Regions from separate parts of the Strix aluco genome. Here region 2 is linked to region 1. A link is a contact called in public Hi-C data. All regions are on one chromosome and are shown on one strand. The core of a region is the stretch at or near the end of the contact, and the rest is flanking DNA. Distances in the headings are between cores, read along the strand shown. Region 1 holds the start of LOC141915728 (interferon-induced protein with tetratricopeptide repeats 2-like). Region 2 holds the start of SLC48A1 (solute carrier family 48 member 1).

Region 1 (7,783 bases), core at 3,090-5,589:
AGCAGCCACTGAGGGCTGTGTTTTTGAGGTCAGTTAACTGAACCCCTCACTATCATCTATTTTCTTTTCCTTAGAATTATTTTTCTCCTGTTGATCAAGCCTCTGCAGTGGCCTCATTGGCTTGCCAAGCTGTAAACAGTTGAATCCTCGTATTTTTGGAGATAGATTAATTCAGGAGAGATAGGCACTTCAGGGAGGTATTTCAGTCTAAAATTTTGAAATGCTTAACAGCTCCCTTTTTCTGCCCTTTGTGCATGCTCGAGATGTTACCCAGCTCCTGCTGCAGGTTATGGAAGACGCAGTTTCATAAGCAGCCCCTGGCAGGTTTGGGGGGAGCCAGGAGTGTCTGGAGCGATGCCCTTCACTGCCATCTCCAGACAGAGCTCCCTGCGTCATCCCACAGCAGCAAATCCAGTCTCTGGAGGTTACATGTCATCTGATGCTCAGGTATCAGGAAAGCTGAATGTCTGGGCCACCTTGATCTGGAGGAATTCGATATATCTCATTTCCAGTATCAGGTAATTTGGGTGAGTGTAATAATCAGGGCACGCACAGAGAGGCTGTTCTCTGTGGTACATTCAAAGCGTTTGAAAACAAGGTCAAATATTTTGGTGAGGCAGAGGTTGTTGTTACACAACGCTGCTCTTACAGTTTCAGTATACGTTATATGGAAAAAATATTTCCTTTTTCATTTTAAGCTTGCTGCCCGGTCGTTTTCTTGGGCCCTTCCCAGCTCAGTTGTGCAGAAGGCTGAATGCCCTCCACAGGCAGCTCACGCTCTAAAGTCCCGCTCTGTTTTCCCTCCCTGTTTACACCCAAGGGAAACTGCCACATTTCTAAATATAGATCTTTTCATCCAAATAAGGGGGCGGGGAGAAAAACTGGAATATTGTTAAAAAATAATCCAGCTGTGAGGCAGAAATCTAAAAGTGGTGCAAAAGCGTATTCACAGGCTGGAGAGAGGAATGGCAGCGCAGACACCCCCACCTCGCGTCCTACAGCTCCTCGGTGGAAACCCTCTGCCATCTGCCGGCACAAACCGCTGAAGGAGAGCCTGGGGATAGAGCGACTGTCTTACGGTATAGGACAACAGGCATCTCCGAAGTACAGAAGCCCCTGTCTGGGCGAAATGTTACCTAGTTTGGTCTCGGAAAAGACACTGCAATCCTCTGCATACCCTCTGGCTCCTGAGCAGGTGGAGAGCCTGGGCTTTCGTCAGCGCAGGGGTTTGTCCAGCGACCAGCAACGCTGCGGATCAAACGCCTCTGTGCAAGTGTTGCTACTCCAGCACGACTCTGCTTTCGCCACCTTCGCCCCCGGAGGAGCGTGTACGTCCCCACGCAGAACTGCAAGTGGTGCAGCCCGGAGCAGCAGAGCCGACGTGATCTGAAAAGGTGTAACAGAGACGGGAACCACCTTTCTGTTCCCTGTTCTTACTCCGAGAAGCCTCACCTGTACTTCGATGCCAAAGGGGAAGTTTTAGCTGCGATTAACAAAAGATTTTAAATATTCAGCCAGGACTCAAACTCTGTCAGGGAAACCCTGCTGCTGCACCTCAGTGTGGTTTTAGTTCTGGCCGTTGCTGCTCAGCTGAAGCTCCCTGCGACGTCCTAACCCCGCAGGCACAGTTTTCAGAGCAGCTTTTCCAGGCTCTGCCCCTCCTGCTTCCCACTGCAGATGACTTTGGGGGTTCAGAGCCCCTTCATTGTGCCCAACAAGAATCAGGCTGAGTCCGGATTTTTGTTCTTCCTTTTCCTGCTTGATAAAGGGCTGTGAGCCTGCTGGCCCTCTCTGCATTTCCTAATCAGTTCATTTGGTCTTATAAAGATTATTTATTCCTACAGCCCACACCACGTCTCTCTACTGCTAGATTATGGCAAGTACAATAGCTGTTACAAAGGAAGATGAAAACCAGGGCTCAGCCGTCCAGTCTTGCCCAGTAACAGCCCGCTGTGGGTAAAGGAACAGACTCGGGAGGAAGACAAGCAGATTCCTTTCCAAGGCAGCGAGGGGGGTTACAGTACCGGGCTGGTTCAAGCCCCCTCCGCTCCCGAGCAGGCAGCAGAGGAACTTTGTGACAGACGGGTGTTTTTCCAAACTCGGGAAACGTCTGGGCCAATAAACCAGGATTTCCTTTCAATCAGCTCAGAGAATTCGATCAGCATTACTTGATGTAACGTAACCGGTTTGGAGCCAAGGACTGTTTCCATGCTCTCTCCATAGCTATTTGTATTTTTCTTCTCTGCGTCTTATTGCAGCTCTTTCGCTTTTCCTTCCCACCGTTTATCTTTCACAACACCAAGCCTTGCCTGTACTTCCTGTTTGGCTCTGTGGTTAGTAGTTTTCTCATTTGCTGTTATTTTTGACTTCCATCCAAGCTTTGTATGATATTAATAGCTATTTCACAGAACCGTAATCTTCCTCAAAGCAGTCCTAATATTAGCAGGAGAAAGAGCCAAGAGCCACTGCCGAGGCCTGAGGGACTCGAGCTCTGAATTTCTCCTCGGTTCTGCCAGCGCTGCCCACAGCCCAGCTCAGCCCCTGCCCCAGGGAGTCAAAACTTCTGTCCATCGCCCGACTCACACGGCCCCATCCTGGCCACGACAGGCAACAGAGAAGCAGCTTGTGCAAGCCAAACCGCACAGAAAGAAGATGCTTACGTGGGGATTCAAGAATTAGAACTTACTGGTAGTCTAATTAATGCCTCGGTCTAATCGAGATACAGCAATCACTTACCATTCATCCAGTTACAGCAGTGCTAACAACTAATACCCAAATTACTCAATTTCTTTTAAAGGTTGTCAGTAATAGGAAAAAAAGCAAACACAATAGGCAAAAATATCTGCGCCATCGCTCTAATGATAAATTCTCCCTTCTTCCTTTGCATTGCTGCAGCGACTCGTCAGCATCCTGAGGGGGGAAAAACGAGAGTGATGGGTTGATTGTTTATTCCTCCTCAGTTCAGGGTCTACTTGGAGCTGGTTTCAATATATTTTCCATTACTCTCTATACTTGCATCTGTCTTCAAAGACCTGCAATTCCATGTTACATCCAGATATAGTGTGCATCCTGTGTTTTACCTATATTTTTTCTGTTACTGTTGTCCCAAAATTTGGGTTCTTTGACCCAGCATGCCACGAGCCAAAGACCACACAGAGTGGAGATGTTTATTTAATCCGCATCCGCGTAGAGACGGGTGCCAGGTGGCAATCCCACAGCGCTAGCCCACCGCACACCGGCAAGCGACGTGTTTATACACCTCAAACTACTGGAACGCAGGTTTCAGGCAGTGACCAGTGGTTGGTTTGTTGTCACTCTGTTCCTCTTGGTTACCAACATGTCCTGGCTCCGTTTAAAGCCACGGTGTCCTTGCATCATTCTGTGCAAACACAAAGGGTGGGGGTCATACCTGAGTAGGGGGCTGTTTCTCATCAAGAGGTGTGGTTTTGTCACATGACAATGAGCTAAATTCATCTAAAGGAGACAGCTTGGGCAAGTCTCTATGGTATCTCTGAGCACATGACCAAGAGAGGTTTCCTTGTTCCTGGATTCAAGGTTCTGTTCCTTTATCTTCTTCCTTCTGCAAGGCTCTACTATCTTTGAGCCTGTTATCCCCTCCCAAAGCCTTGTCCTGTGAAATGCTTCTTTTGTTTTAATCTTTAACCTTTCATCATTACCTCTAAGACCGGTTTCTGTCACCTGCCAAAACTGCTCTTCAGTAATCAGCTCTGGATCACCGAGGAGTCACCAGTAGCCCTGGGGCCACCCCCTGCTCAGTGACCGTCAGCACCACTCGCTCCTCACGGATTTATCACGGGCACAGCCCTTGTACCTCCCGGTTACACAGAACTGCAAATTCAATTGCTAAAAATCAAGTGGGTAACAGCCACCTTGTTGCTAGGCGGTCGCTGTTACAGGTGAACAAGCTAAACAAACCACACCACGGCAGATCCAGGCGGGTCAGGGCAGATCCAGGCAAAACCAGGCTGACAAGCCCCAGTGCCAGGGTCCTACAGAGCCTGTGGCCTTTCAACAACGGCAATGTCGTATTTACATTCCGTAGCCCATTATCCTTCTCTTCTCCCACCTCAGCCCTGTTACTTTTGAAAAGCTTTAATGCTCACAAAGTCCTTTTCAGCGGGGAGAAGGTCTCGAGGGCTGAGTTCAGATCCTGCGGCTCTGGCCACTGGATTTCCTTTCTTGTTTATCCAGGCCTCAGCCCCATTTTGTGAAAGGAAGATACCAGCTTCAGGACGACCAGAATAGTTTCTTTCCTGTGTTAAGCTTTTCTCTTCCAGTTTTGTTTCACTCAAGAGACATTTTTTAATCAGACCCCGGCCAGAAGTGCTATCTCTGTTTGAGTCAACAGCTTGCAGAGCCGGTACTACCCAGCGTATCCGCCGCGGCGTGGAAGAGGCGCAGCCCCAGCCACCGCTCCCGGACGGTGACACTACACCCACGGCATCAATGAGGTGAGTGCACAGTTTCTATTCTCGTAACAGCTCCCAGAAAAAGTGGGTTTGGGTTGCCAAGGCTCAGCAGAGTGTCCTTGTTCAGAACCACAGGATGGGCAAGGTTGGAAAGGACCTCAGGAGTCACCGTGTCCACCCAGAGCAGGTTGCCCGTGACCACGTCTGGACGGGATTTTGAGTATCTCCAAGGATGGAGGAGGCTGCACAACCTCTCTGGGCACCCTCTGCCCGTACTCTGTCATCCTCACAGCTCAAAGAAAAGCTTTCAGTTTGTGCCCATTGCTTCTTGTCCTGGCTCTGACTCTGCACCCTCCCTGCAGGTATTTATATACATTTCTAAGACTCCTCCGAGCCTTCTCTTCTCCAGGCTGAAGAGTCCCAGTTCTCAGCCTTTCCTCACATGCTCTGGGCCAGTATCTTCATGGCCCTTTGTTAGACTCTCTCTTCATTGAGCCATCTCCTGCAGCACCCTTCAGACAACGGCACAGCCCCCATTTCCTCCTCCTGGGGAGCTCAGAAGGTTTGATCCTGTGGTTTTGGCTGGCTCTACTCTCCCTTGCTCACAGCTCAGCCCAGGGCCTTTGTCTTAGGTAAGATGAAAGAGCAGCCCTGGCTCCAGGCACTGGTGACTCCCCTTTGCAGAAGAGCAAGCCAGGAATGAAGCCTCCCAGACGGTGCCCTGAAAATGGGCTGATCAGAACAAAGATTTACAAGTTTTTTAGCAGTTTGAGCGCAAGGGACACACAGAGCAAGTGGGGAGAGCCCCATCCTCCACCCCTCCCTCCTTTTTGTTTCCTGTACAACCAAGAGCTCCCTGTGGGTATCACCCCCCACACGCTGCCTCTTCATAACCCACATATTCCTCTTTGTAGCAACGAGCAACTGAAGGAGAAGCTGGATGCCCTTCAATGCCATTTCACCTGGCATTTGAGCGTAATGGGCCACGTCGAACCTTCCCACGTCCTGCAGAAGCTGGCTGTTGAAATCAAGCACACAGTCCACCCAAACCGGGCAGCTCTCCTGGGGCTGCAGGCGTACCTGCACCAGCTGAAAGGCCAGGACGGAGCAGCTCTACAAAGCCTTAAAGATGCTGAAGAGGAGCACGAGAGACCAGGCGAGCAGCCCTTGAGAGCACACGCGTCCACGGCCGGGTCTGTGGTTATCTACGGGAATTACGCCTGGGTTCACTACCTCCAGGCCTCTTATCGGGAGGCTGAAAGCTACCTGGAACGGATTGAGCGGCTCTGCCCGGCTCCCTGGGACGCACGGCTGATCCCGTACATCCAGGCCCAGAAGGGCTGGTCCCTCTTGGCCATCAGAGCCCGTAACGGGGAACGGGCCAGAGAGTGCTTTGAGGTGGCGTTGATGCTTGAGCCGGAGAACAGAGATTTCCACGCTGGGCTCGGAATGGCTCTTTATTTCTCCTGTTGTTACTTCTGGTATCCTGACATTGCAGGGAGAGCCAGAATGCAATTGGAAAGAACCATCCTTGAGCAGCCAAATAACTACAGAGCCAAGATATATTTAGCCAAGCTACTTGAACAAGTGGATATAGAAAGATCAATTGGGTTGATAAAAGAAAGTGCAGAGAAAAGCTCCGATCCTGATGTCCTCAAAGCTTCAGCTTTGTTCTGGCTGCGACGACGGTCCACAGAGAAAGCAGCTGAGGTATTACAGCGAGCCCTGCGGCCGGATCCAGGTTACCACCTTCTCTACCAAACCCTGGCCAAGTGCTATAAGCTACAGTGGCTTAACGCAAAGGAAGAAGACAAGAATAATATATTGGAGGCAGCTATCAAGGACCTCAAGCAAATTCTTCAGAAACATCCAGACCTTGAGCTCGTGTTTGCAAAGCTGCAATTAGCAGAGCTCTGTGGTGCAAGAGACCCAGCACAGGAAGAGAAGATCTACAAGGACCTGGAGAAGAGAAAGGACACCCTGAGCCCCAAAGGCCTTCAAGCCCTTAATCTCTACTGGGGAAGGTTCTTCCTCTACCAGAAGAAATCATTAGATGAAGCAAAAGCAAAGTTTATGGATGGTTACAAAATTCCCCTGATGACGAGAGAGAGGAAGGAGTGTGGGCAGAGGCTGATAAAGATGGCGCGGCACTGCCCCCGTGACGAGGCCGATACCTTCTACCGCTTCATCGACGAGACCGACCGCCACTTGCCCGCTGAATTTGCTGGAACTGATCTAGACTGACAGCGGGAGCCCCAGTGCAGAGAACGCAGGATATCCTTCCGCAAAGCTAGAAGGCATCAAGGACTAGTGTCTGTCTGTCCGTCCCTCCCACAGCAGGCCCATCGCCTCACAAGGGCTCGATCAGCTCCTCGGACCATCCCCGTGCCCGTTCACAAAACACAGACCTGGGTGACTGCGCTCAGTCCTGCTTCGGCGAGGAGGGAATGAAAACAGCGGTGAAGAACTTGGCTTAGGGGGTCTGAGCACAAGCCTTTGCAGGTGTAGACCTGTGTCACTCCCATGGCAGGGCTGTAGATCAGAATTAAGTGCCGATTAGGGCAGCGTGAGAAATTAACTCTCTTCAATTACCAGATTTCTATCATTTGCACAAATAAGCAGATGGCTTCCTCCACAAGGTCACTGAGTGCGGAGGGGCCGTGATGAGGGTGAAGCCCTTGTGTTCAGGACAGAGATGGTCCCTGGGCTGTCCACCTGCTTAAAACACAAATGTAGCAAGAGCTAGCTGCTAATTAAGGAGCATATAGTTAATTGTATGCACATTAATCCTTTGAAGTGTGTGTGTGGGCTCACCCCTGTGAGCATAAAACAGGGGCTTTGCTTTCTTGCATTGGTACCCACTTAAGAGGAATTGCTAGGACCAACATATTCATCCCTGTGTCTGGGGCCAAAGTGAAGCTTTTAATATTCTTCAATCAATAAATATTCCAGATTCTTTTCCACATGATGTCTGGTGTCTTCTTGCAGCCTAAAGCAACCGGAGCAGGGACTGCCAGAGACACACCCTGTGTTCAGTTCTCAGTACCCCTGGGTTCAGCTCTTCCTCTGCACGGTCCCCTCTGCTCCCAGATCCCACTCTGGGAGGGGTGGGCACCCCCCGGCCCAGCATTGCAGGCACCTTCCCAAGCAGCAAACAACTGGGGGTGGCTTGTGAGGGTGTCCCCAAGCCCCATCCGTCCCCACAGGGACCAGGGCAGGTCCCACTGCAAACACCCCAGTTTCTGCTCCAACAAGGACCAGGCAAGGACCCAGTTTGGGAGATGATGGTCCAGAAAAGGCCAAGTGTGTCCAAGACACGGGATCTGGGGGAGGGGAACACGCCTCAGTGCCTC
Region 2 (7,783 bases), core at 1,407-3,906, 160 kb before region 1:
CAGCAAGTCCCTCCCCCAGCCAAAGGCACCCAGGTCAAGCAGCTCTTTGCAGCCGTCCATGCCAAGGGCGCCGGATATTTTCTTAATGTCGCCAAGTCTCTGAGGACTGTGCTCAGCCCTGGGATGCATCAGGCTGAGGCTCAGCGTTGCTGAACCCAAACGAGCTGCAGGATTATCCACGTTCTCACCAGTGACCGTGACCGATGCGCGTTCAGCATCTCGGGCGTGAGGTGTGCTCGGAATAACGTCCCACGGCGCGGTCCGAGGAATGCCGTTTCTCCTCCGGGCCCTGCGGTGAGCTCCCCCGTGAATTTTTCCGATTCTTCAGCCAAGAATGTGATAAGGCTTCACGGGTCGGTCACACTGCATAAACATTTTCTCCGCTCGCAGATCGCGTGACCTGCTCTTGAACTGGCGGAGCTGAATCCTCAGCCACATCTCTCAGCCCCAATGAACGTCAACATCTGCAGACACGCCGTGACTGTCCTCATCACCATGTCCTCCAGAAAACGAGGATCCTCCACATCCTCCCCATGTTCTCTGATGGTTTATCACTTGGTCCCCTCCACTCAGCACTCATTGCACCGCAACTGGATGCTGTGTCCAGTTTTGGGCCACCAATATGAGAGACATCAATGAACTGGAGTGAACTCAACGGAGACGGTTGGAGGCTGGAGCATGGCTGGAAGCTGGAGCTTCTCCATGAGGAGAAGCTGCGGAAATGGGGTTTCTTCAACCTAAAGAAAAGTCTTGGGGACACGTAATAGCAGCCTTGAGCACCTACAAGGAGGTTATTGAGAAGATGGAGGCAGGTTCTCCGTGGTGGTTCACAGCAGGAGGCTGGAATCGGAGAGGTTCACGTGGGATATACGGAGAAACTCAGTCCTTGAGGCTTTTCAAGAGCTGGCTGGGTGAAGTGAAGGAGGGAAGGGGAGATGTTCAGGGATGTCTCAGGCTGAAAGGGAAGGAGGCTGCTGCCATCTAGAGAAGGGACTCCTCTGCGTGCGGGCACAGCAGCCAAGCTGCGCTCTCCCAGGCCTGGAAAGATCATCTTGGTGGAGACTAAACCCGGAAAATTAAGGAAAAAACATTACGAGCTGGAATAGAGCAAGTAATGGATTCCCAGGCTCTGGGCGGAGCATCCGTCCCCGCCGTCCTTGAGCTGCAGACGATGTGTCGCTTACATAAGTGCAATTAATAATTGATTTGAAATAGGTGGAAAAAGCCCATTCTCGTCTCCATCCCCGCTGCAACTTTCTGCCTCGTGGGTTTAAGTGCAGTGAAACCCAGCAGGTGGCTCAGAAAATGAAAAAATGGTTTAAAAAAAAAAGGAAGGAAGAAAGAAAAAGAGAACAGAAAAGCCCCCAAACTATTTAAGAACTCTTATGAGGTGTCCCCAAAGCCACAATGCCACAACCGAGCAGGATGGTGCTGGTTGAGGAAGGAAAACTCCGCAAGAGAGGAAGGAAAAGCTGCGCAGGGAATGTCCCCAACCCCACGTGCTCCCCCCTCTCCCAGTGTCCCCATGTCCTCATGCCTCAGGTGTCCCCCCCCCAACCCCACACCCTCTGACCCTCCATGTCCCCATGTCCTCTGTGGCTCTTTTGTGTGCCCCCCACATCACCGTACCCCAATCTCCTCATGCCTCCATGTCCCTCCATGTTCTCATGCTCCTGCCGTGTCCCCACACTCTGACGCACCCCGTGTCCCCTGTGTCCCCCAGGTCCCCCCCCCATGTCCTCATGCCCCCCTGTCTCCCCACTCCCCTACGTCCACCCTTGTCCCCCATGTCCCTCTGTGTCCCCACCCCCACACATCCTCCATGCCCACTCCATGTCCCCCCGTGTCCCCACTCCCTATGTCCACCTCTGTCCCACACACCCACTGTGTCCCCACGCCCCCCATGTCCTGTGTGTCCCATGTTCCCACGCCCCCCATGTCTTCCACATCCACCCTGTGTCCCCCCATGTCCCCAATTCCCATATCCACCTGTGCCCCCATGCCCACCCTGTGTCCTCACACCCCCCATGTCCTCCCGTGTCACCTGTGTCCTCACACTCCCATATCCCCCACGCCCACCCTGTGTCCCCACTCCCCATGTCCACCTGTGTCCCCACACCCCCATATGCCCCATGTCCACCCCGTGTCCCCACACCCCCCTATCCCCCACGTCCACCCCGTGTCCCCCTGTGTCCCCACACCCCATGTCCCCCTGTGTCCCCACACCCCATGTCCACCTGTGTCCCCCATGCCCACCCTGTGTCCCCACACCCCCATATCCCCCACGTCCACCCCGTGTTCCCCCGTGTCCCCACTCCTCACGTCCACCCTGTGTCCCCATACTCCATGTCCACCTGTGTCCCCCACGCCCACCCTGTGTCCCCACTCCCCATGTCCCCCTGTGTCCCCCATGTCCCTCTGTGTCCCCACACCCCCACATCCCCCACGTCCACCCCGTGTCCCACCGTGTCCCCACTCCCCATGACCCCCCGTGTCCCCACACCCCCATATCCCCCACGAGCACCCCGAGTCCCCCCATTTCCTCGCCCCCCCCCGCCCCTCCCGCGCCGTGTCCCCGCCCCGGCCGCCCCTCGGTCCGCCCGGCCGCCAGGGGCCGCGCTGGCGCGGGGCGGGGCCGGGGGGCGGCGTGCGGGGCGGCGGCGCAGCGCTCCGATGGCGGTGAGCCGGGCGCTCGCCCTCCGCCTGGCCTACGCGGCGGCCGGCGCCCTCATGGGCCTCTCGGCCTTCTTCACCTGGAGCCTGGCGCCGGCCTTCCGACAGCCCGCCACGGCGGCGGCGGGGGGGCTCTCGGGTACGAGGCGGCGGCGGCGGGGGGGGCGCCGCCGGCTGAGGGAGCTCCCTCAGGGCGGGGGGGGGGGGGGCGAGAAGCACTTTCCTTTGGGGGTGAGGGGCGGTGGGGGGGGTGGCTTCGCCTCAGCGCTGGTGAGGGGGGACAGGGCGGGGGGAGGGTGGGTGAGCCCAGAGCCCCCCTGGGTGCCAGCCCGGGTGTGTGGCGGGGCTCGCCAAAAATCACCAAACGGCCTGAAAATGGGGGGAAGCGACGGTTTGCGCCTGGGCGGTGGGTGCGCGGGGACGGCGTCGAGGCCAGGGCGTGTGGCGGGGCCCTTGGCGCCGTGTTCCGGGAGCGGTGGGGGCGAGGCCGGCAAACCGGGCGTGTGGCATTGAGGGGGGGGGAAAAAGCTCCGTCTAGGGACTAGAGTGGGGGATAATGTTGGATTTTGGGGCTTGGGCGGGCTGCGTTTTGTTTCGGGAAGTTGCAGGTGATGCTTTCCCCATGTACCCAGGAGCTCCCGGAGGGGCTTGTTGTGCCCGTGAGGGAGTGACTTGTGATAAAACTGGTTTGGGACTTCAGCTCACGGTGTCCGGCTGTATTTGCAACTCGAAATGCGAACCTGTGGCTTGTGGGACACGTTAACAGCCTCGATGCTCACTCCTTAGGAAAAAAGGAAATGAATTTGTGTATTTTATAACCCCGCTGCTGGTGTAGATGGAATTGTTCTAGTCTTCTCCTTGGTCCCAAGAAGGTTTTTTGCAACGACATCCAGCAAACTTGCTGTTCGTGGTGGAAAAGCTTCAGCTGGTGATGGTGTGTAACTCGCGGTGCCGTGCAGGGAAAAACCTCTAAAATTGAGGCTGAAATTGCCTGTAAGCCCCAGGCGCTGGCCAGCAAAGAGGATTTTATTTCAGAGTTACAGGTGGAAGCTTTGCTGACTTTCCTAGTAAAATTTTGGTCTGGCAACCTATATTTATGTGTGCTTTGTATTTTCAGAAGAGAAAAACGCCGGCCTCCTGATGTTTAGACTTGCTGAAAGCATCTGTGCCAGACGCTGTGAAATGGGCGTTTGGGCTGCTTGTCGTAGAGGCCAGAAGCTGTAAACTGTAAAAATCGTGAGATTCAGATGCCCGTGCCGGTTGTGGATCTTAGTGAATGACTGTGTTGGGGCAGAACTTAGTCCTCGCTTGGTCTGTCAGCTCAGCAACTCGCGGGTTTCTCTGGCTGAACACCTGGAGGAAGCGTAGAAAGTGAAGTTAAACTCTGGAAAGTCGTAGTGGTGGGTGAGCAATGCCGGTGCTCCCGTGCGCCTCTCGGTGTTGGCTGTGCTGTCAGAGCAGCTGCGAGGCGCAGGGTTGTGGTTGTCTCTCTGCTTCCTCCAAAAAGCTTTAATTCCAGCTGGAGTTGGAATTAAGCAGGGATCTTCCAACCCTTTGCTTTACTAGGTGGCACAAGGAAAGTTGGAGTGTTGTACCCCAAAAATGCGCAACAAAAGAGCGAGTTAATATTTTATGCTGTATGCACGTGCTGTCTTTGTGTTCACAGAGGAATTTCGGAAATCTGTGTTCTAGAAGGAGGCTGCTGAGAAAGCAGAGAGAGGAACCAGCTGGTACTTTCTGTGCTGAAGTTACTCAGATTATTGTCTGCTGGGAGAATGAGGTTTGTGCGCTGGTTAATGACCGGGGGGGTGATTCAAGCTAGTTAAAATAACAAGGAGCAAGGTAAGCAAGAAACAAAAAATGCTCATTTGTTAGGTTGGGCTCTGAATTGGTGTGCTCTCAAATATCCAGTGAAGTGTATGTAGGTGGAGTCACAAAGCCTGAGAAACAGATTAAGAAACGTGTGTTTTGGTGTTAGAGCTGATTTAAGCTCCTGTCATCTGAAATTCATGGCTGCTTTTTCCTGCCCTTCTGCTTCGCTTTTCTGCCCCTCAATAGGTGAAATACTCTCCAGACATTGGAGATGAGACTTTTATTTTAGGCTCCCACCCCTGAGCTGAAGATCTGTAGCGTGCTGTCTCCCAGACGTTGTTATCCCCACGACGGAGGGGCCAGGGAGGAGCTGGAGTAAAACCCCTCGTGTGCGGGGAGGACCTTTTGAATTTGTTCTGCTGCCAGGCGTACGTTAAAGTCGAGTTGTGCCCTCAGTTCATTGCTAAATCAACATTTCACGTCCTGCCCACTGGAGCCTGCACGGGTAGAGAGCTAAGTGCTTGTTTAGTCGTGGGGGAGTAGCCAAAAAAAAGCCGTTTTTTCCGTGCGTTGAAGCTAAGGCTACTTGCTAAAGTAAGATTGTTCTAAGAAAAAAAATTACGGTGTGTAGGAGCTTTGCGTTGTGCTTAGACACTGTGGATACTCCAGGTAAGCAGGGCGTTCACTTGGTTTCTGGCGTGCCTTGTTAAATCATCTGGATTTTTATCATAACGTGCTCACTAGAACTTACGTCTACGGGTGGAGAATGGCAGGAAACGAAGTGGGCGAGCGGCTGAAATCTTCCGCCGCGCAGCCATTGCAAAGTTAATTGTCGGGCATTGTTTTGTGCCCTTTAGTCTACTAATAAACCCGTTGCGACTTTCTGCACGTTGTCCGGGTTTCCGTAAACGCAGACAGACGGCTTCTCCCCCAAAACGTGGGGCGCAGCTCAGGTGCCGGGGCGCAGCCTGCGCGCTGCTGCGGCGCGAAATCAAACCCCTGCGCCGGAGGGGTTTGCTGTGCTGGGTGGGTTCAAGGGCTTGAGCACAAATGGGGGGGTGGGGTTTTTTGGGCCTATATGTGCCTATTTCATTCAGAAGCTCCCAAAAGTGAGGACGAGGTGCAGGCGGGGCTGTTGTGGCTGGGAGCTCTGACACCGTGGGGGGGGGGCAGAAAGTTGTTTCGGCTGGTTTATTTGGCAGCTTTGCAGCAGTTCCTCGTTAATATGCCTCTGATTAAGCCGAGGCTTTGCCTGCCAGCCTCCTCTGCGAGTGTGTGTTTGTACATGTTTATCTAGTTTTAACTATCTTTCTGGTTTTCCCGTCGCCTCCTGTGTGTTTGTCGTTGCTTTTCTCTCGCCTGTGTTGCCGAGATGGATTGCAGCCTGCTGCAGCTTTTGCTCATGTGCCTTTGGTTTGTCAGGGACGTGTGTTTTGGGATGTTTATACACTTCCTCTCTGTGAGAAGTCCTACTGATCGCTGTCTCATTAGGAATCTCTCTTTGTAATCAGCTTATTTATCTTTTGCTTATCTTCTAGAGAACCTTTCCGGCTGCATTTTGCACTGAAATCTGCCCTCTGCTGCTGCTTGTGCTTTCGGTCGCTCTGATACATTTCCTATAATTTAAAGACTTAGAACTTGGAGTAAATAAATACCTAGTATTAAAGTTCCGTGGAGGGAAAATTGCCACGTACTGATGAGTCTGCAGCTGGAGCCCTTAGTTACCTCTGGTTATGAAACCAGAAGCACATAATTTAAGGTGCTGAGCAAACCACCTTTCCAGTCTTACCGGCTGGCTTTCATAATAATAAACCCCCCCCACAATGCCTAGTAAAATCAACTCACTAATCCTCCGAATCTTAAATATGCCTCGGGGCATGCATACTTGGGAATTTTGGGATCATCTTAAATCAGATACAGACCTTGTGTATCATACCCAGGTTTTGGGCAGAAACACCCCATCGAGTGCTTCTGATAACCTGAGGGACAGCAACTTAAGCGACTGATCACGAGACCCAGAAAGTCATTCCTGAGTTAATACTGGCTGTCTCGGTGGTTTGCCATTTCATTTTGAGCTAGTCACAGTGGCTTTTATAATTTACTGCTTGTTTGTATGTTTGACCTTCTCCCCTCGCTGCCTTAAATTAATTTTTTTTTTTTTTTTTAAGTAGGCCATGAATCTCTAAACCACTCTGATGTTTTCATTCTGCCAGAGGCAGTTTAAAAGAGAAGAAAGCAATTCAATGTTTTCAGGATGTTTCCAGCCCTTTCCTGAGTGGCTTTTAATGTTCTTGTGTATGTATCTTCTCTTTTTAAATTTAATAGAAAGAGAGGGGTTTTTTTCCGCTCCAAAGAGACTCTATTGGCTGTTTCCAAGCTGCTCAGATATTTCTGGCAAAATATAGAGCTTGTGCTTTGCGAGTATAATGTGGACCAGATATTAAAGCAGCTGCAAAGAAGATGAAACACAGAATGTACTTTACAGACACTTGAAACTTTAAAAATATCTGATGAGTGAAAGTAGCAGAAGCTGAATGCAGTATCTGCTGCGTACCAAAGTAATCATTCCCTGCAGACTGATAACTAATCTACCTTGCATGTACTAGATAAACTTACGCAGATTGGCTTGTTCCCTATCCAGGGCTGGAATAGCGCGGCCAAAAAGCGTGGCAGTTGTGAGGTAAAGTCTTTTTAAATGTTTGGATTTGCATATAAAATGCCACATATTGTTCGATTGCGGTTCGGCTCGTGGCTGCTTTAGCCCATCGTCTGAAGGAAGGGGTGGAAAAGCGGGGGAAAGCGCCCTAAAAGCGCAGAGAAGACCGTAATTGAGTTAAAGGGAACGAGTCCGTCGTGTGCTGCCGATGGGCTGGAAAATGTGCCGTTGGTTTCCTCGTGAATGATAGAGGCGCGAGCGTCTGAGATCTGTACGTCTTGTTTCCTGCAGATGCCTGAGCAGAGCGACGTGGTGCTGAGCAACGAGCCCAAATGGCGGGTTTTGCTCCTCGCGCGCGGCCCAGTCTGCTTTCCTCCGAACCGAAACGCCCTGAGGGAGTAAAGCCCTCGCGTGCACGTGTCCAGAGGGAAATTCTGCCAAGTGAAAACCAGTTTTCACTAGAATACTCCAAAGGCTCCTCTCCTTCGAGAGCTGTTTTCCTAAAATATTTCAGTGTTGATCCCCAGCTATTTTGGCAGAAGAGCTGTTCAAGAAAACCCATTTTTAACCTCTTCCAAAAACAGCTGAGGCTGAGCTAGCTTGGCTTTAGCTCCCGGAAGAGAACGATTTACCCTTTCTGGG

The links. A called contact is a pair of places that touch in the nucleus more often than the background predicts.
Region 2: a Hi-C map of heart shows a contact between it and region 1, with 8 times the contacts expected there. The contact joins the promoter of SLC48A1 here to the promoter of LOC141915728 in region 1. A contact is called at or near these places in 2 of 2 Hi-C or Micro-C datasets (brain and heart).

Annotation. Positions count from the first base shown.
Region 1 is chr27:1,282,422-1,290,204 of bStrAlu1.hap1, reverse strand. It overlaps LOC141915728 (interferon-induced protein with tetratricopeptide repeats 2-like), which reads left to right and starts at 4,339. Exons shown (of 2, transcript XM_074807521.1): 1 at 4,339-4,472; 2 at 5,345-7,393. The coding sequence starts at 4,468. The coding sequence ends at 6,674.
Region 2 is chr27:1,436,854-1,444,636 of bStrAlu1.hap1, reverse strand. It overlaps SLC48A1 (solute carrier family 48 member 1), which reads left to right and starts at 2,656. Exons shown (of 3, transcript XM_074807445.1): 1 at 2,656-2,812. The coding sequence starts at 2,674.